Regions from separate parts of the Mus musculus genome. Here region 1 is linked to region 2. The links are chromatin contacts, called in public HiChIP or PLAC-seq maps. All regions are on one chromosome and are shown on one strand. The core of a region is the stretch at or near the end of the contact, and the rest is flanking DNA. Distances in the headings are between cores, read along the strand shown.

What was found. HiChIP or PLAC-seq counts read pairs in DNA pulled down with a chosen protein or histone mark.
Region 1: an H3K27ac HiChIP or PLAC-seq map of embryonic stem cells shows a contact between it and region 2, with 9 read pairs. The contact joins two enhancer-like sites. A contact is called at or near these places in 7 of 484 Hi-C or Micro-C datasets (the HPC-7 cell line, cerebral cortex, embryonic fibroblasts and 3 more) and 5 of 115 datasets of contacts at active chromatin or transcription factors (all in embryonic stem cells).

The regions. Positions count from the first base shown.
Region 1 is chr1:119,073,765-119,076,464 of GRCm38.p6, reverse strand. No RefSeq gene overlaps it. Among named protein-coding and RNA genes, the nearest start is that of Gli2, 21 kb to the right of the region's middle. Within about 2 kb of position 1,369, at least 12 of the 459 cell types and tissues checked have an H3K27ac peak or open chromatin away from gene starts, as enhancers often do. A contact at or near this core is called in embryonic stem cells, where this site is marked.
Region 2 is chr1:118,872,331-118,875,030 of GRCm38.p6, reverse strand. All of the region lies in intron 3 of Gli2 (GLI-Kruppel family member GLI2), which reads left to right. Among named protein-coding and RNA genes, the nearest start is that of Mir6346, 81 kb to the left of the region's middle. Within about 2 kb of position 1,355, at least 27 of the 459 cell types and tissues checked have an H3K27ac peak or open chromatin away from gene starts, as enhancers often do. A contact at or near this core is called in embryonic stem cells, where this site is marked.

The DNA.
Region 1 (2,700 bases), core at 120-2,619, 200 kb before region 2:
TAAGTAGATAGATAGATAGATAGATAGATAGATAGATAGATAGATAGATAGATATTACAAATTTTAAGTTTAAAAACTAAGCAAGACAAAACACTGTAGGAAGGGCTGTAGTAAGGAATGAATAAGTGAGGTTAGAAAATACCCCAGTGTTGGTCCTTAAAAGCCAAGGTTTTGTTATGCGGAGACCTCAGCTCCCCCACCTACCATCTTTTGAATTCTCTGGGCACCTGCCTCAACCAGTGTCACCCCAAAGGACAGAGCACATCTGAGGTTTGCATGGTAGGAAATCCTGCAGGTCTGTCAGCAAGACAAAGGGTTTTTAATTAAGCACTAATGGCTTTGGGTCCCCCTCCCCTCAAATCCCTATCTTGGGTGTGCCCCCCCCCACAAGGCTTTCTGGATCTGGGAAGATCTAAGAGTTCCAGCAAGAGGAAGAGGGAAGGAGGGGGCAGGGCTGGCTGTAAGACACTGGGGACCGACTTTCCATCCTCACTCTGGCTTTAACTTGAAGCACCCTCTCACCAACCTATTTATTGCGCTCTCTGCCTGAGGTCTCCTCCTCCTCCTCCTCCTCCTCCTCCTCCTCCTCCTCCTCCTCCTCCTCCTCCTCCTCCCCCTCCTCCTCCTCCTCCTCCTCTCCCCTTTCCCCCTCCCCCTCCTCTTCTTTCCATCCTTTCTGTCTTGTTCAGGTAGCAGAGGGTGGCCTCAGTTCGATCTAGGTCTGACCTTGAACTTGCGATCCTCCTGACTCCACCTCCTAAATACCAAGATTCCCGGAGTGCACCGCAGCCACAGTCAGTTAGTCTGTGGCCTCCTGCTCGCTAGGTGAGACCCACTAGCTGAGCCACACCCTCAGTTCTGGGCCAGCTTTTCTAAATTAACCCCTGCCTGTGGTATCCGACCCAGCAACGCCTCCACCTTCAGGTCCTGTCCTGAACTATCTTACCACATCTGTGCACCCAAGAATGGTCTTGCAGCCATGGTACTGTAGCTGTGAAACCCCAGCCCTCGGGAGGCTGAGGCAGGAAGGTTGTTGTTAGTGAGTTCCAGTCCAGCTTGTGCTACAGACTGAGACCTCATTTACACAGAAAAGTACGTTCTTTGCAAGTGTCTGTATGGCTAAACACAGACACACCCTAAATACCTCTCCCCAGCAGATTCGTCAAACGCGATGCAGCAGCAAGTATATAGCCTTACTGTGGAATTGCCACCAAGGAAAGCTTTTGAGGAAGAAGGAAGTTTTGGAACTGTATGCTCAATGGCATGGGGCTTCTCTGAGAAGGAAGGTGGGAAGGACATTTTAGAGGCAGGGACTTCCTGGAAGGAGTGGCAAATACTTCAGCTGACCCGGGAAGGAGAAAGCAGAGATGGGGCCCCCTAGTGGAGAAGGGGTAAAGAGAGGGAGTCATCACCCTAAGCTGGGAGAGGGAGATAACATCTCTAAGGTAACCAGTGACTGGAAAGGTCTGATGATGTGTAATTGACAACCCAGAGCAGACAGACCCAGACAGACCCAGACAGAGCAGTATCGTCTGCCTCTACCCGGGTCATCAGAAAGAAAGGTGCAGAGAACCATTAGACAATGAAAATAGCACTTTTGGTGAGATTGTCCACAGTGCCCAGCTGATGCTGCACCGTCCTTTAGCCACAGGACATTTTTAAAAAATATTTTTATTAGGTATTTTCCTCATTTACATTTCCAATGCTATCCCAAAAGTCCCCCATACCCTCCCCCCCACTCCCCTACCCACCCACTCCCACTTTATGGCCCTGGCGTTCCCCTGTACTGGGGCATATAAAGTTTGCGTGTCCAATGGGCCTCTCTTCCCAGTGATGGCCGACTAGGCCATCTTTTGATGCATATGCAGCTAGAGACAAGAGCTCCGGGGTACTGGTTAGTTCATATTGTTGTTCCACCTATAGGGTTGTAGATCCCTTTAGCTCCTTGATTACTTTCTCTAGCTCCTCCATTGGGGCCCCTGTGATCCATCCAATAGCTGACTGTGAGCATCCACTTCTGTGTTTGCTAGGCCGCGGCATAGTCTCACAAGAGACAGCTATATCTGGGTCCTTTCAGCAAAATCTTGCTAGTGTGTGCAATGGTGTCAGCGTTTGGAAGCTGATTATGGGATGGATCCTCGGATATGGCAGTCTCTAGATGGCCCATCCTTTCGTCACAGCTCCAAACTTTGTCTGCCACGGGACTTTTTAGAACATCAAGGAGATCCTGGGTACTGCCCAGCCTTGGGCTGCAATTGTGGATGGCTGCCATCTGCCGCCTTCGTGATACCATAGATGACTTCAGCAGTGGAGCTGGTTAAGAAGCAACAAGAGAAAATATGTGTAGAGAAGATCACCTGACCAAAACGAAACAAAGAACTAAGTGGGGCTGAGGGTGTGGCTCAGGTGGTAGCATGCTGGCCCAGCACACCCAGATTCGTAAACTAAGCCTGGTGGTCCAGATCTGTAATCTCCGTGTTCTGGAGGTGGAGACACGAGGATCAGAAGTTCAGGGTCATCCTTGGCTACATAGCAAGTCACATAGCCTGTGCTATGTGAGACTCTGTCAGAAAAGAAAAGGAAAAAAGAAGGGAAAAGAGGAGGAGAAAGGGGAGGAGGAGGGGGAGGACTATGGCATGTTTCCTGTCTTGAAGTCAGGAAGCCAACAGAAAGACACATCAAGAGATCTTCAAATGCAGT
Region 2 (2,700 bases), core at 106-2,605:
GGACTGCCTCAGTGTGATCTCTGCCTCGAGGTCACATGGCCCTCTCTGTTTGAGCCCCGTGTTCCTTTAGGACCTTTGAGGACCCTGTGATGACACTTAGACCTGGGTACTTGGATCATTGCAAACGTCACGCTTGTCCTGTCTGCCATGTCCTTTGTTGCCTAGATTCAGTTGACCATAGATTTCAGGAATTTAGGCAATGTCACCAGCTTCCTTCATGTATTCTACAAGCGTTTTTCTTCACACCCGATCCACAGAATCACTGCTGTGGTTGCTTTTTGCTCATGAAGAGACAGGCACAAAGAGGGCACACAGTTTTCTTCCAACCACACAGCTCAGAGTAAACTGAACTGAGCTGAAGTGGAACCCAGGTCTTTTGCTATTATGCCTGCTATTCTCACTGGGTGTTCATCATCCATCTATCCATCTATCCATCAAACATTCTTCATCCATCCATCCATCCATCCTTCATCCATCCATCCATCTTCCATTCATTTGACATACTAGAATGCTCAAACCTCTTAGTGGGCATAGGCTTAGAACTTGGCAAGCAGACCTAGTCGATACCTGCTCCTGGGCCTGTCTACCCAGTGGGGAGATAGGAGCATATCACTACTTGTAGTTCCTCCCAAGAGAGCCCAGTCATCTGCTAAACTCAAACTGAGGAAGGCTCCGTCTTCCACGGCAGTGCCTCACGAGATATCTGACCTTGACCTGGGACTGGGGGAGGAAGGACACTTCTTTGGCAAGGGGCTTCTGATGACAGTCTTAGGAGAGGAAGAGAGATAGCTGAGAGGATACAGATGGGAAGGCAGGAGCTGGGGTCAGAGTTGTAGCCACAGGTCACCCCAGAAGCCAGCCCAGGAGATGTGTAAGCTGACAGTCAAAAATGTCTGGTCTAACCTTTCCCATCTTCAGAGGCCCCTAAACCAGGCTAGGGACCATCAACTCATAGTGTTACAACTTATTGCCATGGCAGTGTCTCTTTGGGTCTCAGTAATTCTGTCTGTGAGATGGGACACAGGCTGCTGCCTGACTCTGGCCTCATGGTCCTGTCTCAGCTGCTCAGGTCTGGTCTTTCTACTCTCTCCCTTCCCTGGTTGGAGATCAGGGCCCACCCTGGTGCTCAGGCCGAGTCTGGGTGAGTCAGCACGCTGTTCACTTTCCCAGACAGGCATTGCTGGGTGGGGCTCAGGGGCCTCAACCCTCCCTCCCCCTGCTTTCTTTCCCTCCTCTCACTCCATTAGGAAGGAACATGTCCATTCCTGCCCCAGGGCTGTTCCATGCTACAAAGCCCACGCCCTCCCTTCATGTCCCCATCTGTGAGAGCCTTGCTCATACTCCCAGCCGGCATCACCCTCATAGCTCCCCTCCAGGAAGACATGGCTCCTGTCATTCTAGCTCCCCAGGGACCCATTACCAAGGCTCTGGGCGTGCTAGCTCAGGCCCGGTCTTGGTGCTAGAGTGCACGTGGGATTCTCATCACCTCAACCTCTCCTTTTGTCTCCTGCCAGAACTCCTGTGCTGACATGTGAGAAGGGGGCATGAGTTGGGGTGTCAGGAGGGTGAGCGGGGTGTGCTCCCCTGCTGAGCTCTTCAGTTCTCCTGTTGTTATATGAGAAGGGGGAGCGCTGGCTGAGCACCTACTAAGGACCCAGTACAGTTACTCCACACACTTCTCGTACATCCTTCTGTCTACACCTGTTCATCCATCTACTCTCTCACCAGCCAGCAGGTGAAGGATGCGTGGCTCTACCAGGTCACACACGAGTCCCAACACTGAGACTTAGTCTCAGTCTACCCCATCTGTCTAACTTCAAAGTTCAAACTCCACCTACAATATGTAGGGTGAGCTGGAGACCAACTGAGTGATGCCCCAGAGGGACCACCAGGCCGAGTTTCTGGGGAGGGCACCAGTGAGGATTTGTCGAGGGGAAGTTTGTACCTTAGTGAACTGAAAATATCAGCATGTCCAATTTGACCTCTTGAGAGCAGAGGCTGGCTTTCTTTCATTCTGGCTCTTGGGTAAGGCCCGTGACATTCTTATACATATTTGAGGGAAGGTGTGCATGGGTACATGTTTGAGTGTGTGCAAATGTCTATGCATGTGTGTACACAGACATATGGAGGCCAGAGAATCACTCTTCCTTACTTTTTGAACCTGGAGTCCCCCATTCAGCTAGCCCATGAGCCCTCCTCTCTCTGCCTCTCCACTGCTAGGACTTTAGGTGCACACTGTTATGCCTAGCATTTTTCATGGATGCTGTCAACCTAAACTCCTCCTCATGCCTGCACAGTCAGCGCTGCCCACCAAGATATCCTGTCTTCAGCCCACTTCTCCACTTTCAACTCTATCCCACTTCATCCTTGGCGTCTTTTTCAATTCCCCAACCTCCCACAGCACAGGTGCACATGAGCATACTCTCATACTCCCAGGCTATGATCAAGTAGCTGACATAGCTGGCCCTTCTTGTTGTCTTCTTCCCCTGGTCCAACCCAAAGCTCTTCTGAGCTTGATCCTCTAAGAGTTTAGAAGTGGATAGATAGCATGTGTCTTGATTTGACTCCCAGGGCCAGATCCAGCCCCGTACCCACAATCTAGTACCCTCCCAAATTGAGTTCTAATTTCAGCATTCCCAGAAAAATCTTCAGGGCTACTCATTGCCCCCATGGCTCCAGGGCCCAGATACTACTGTTGTG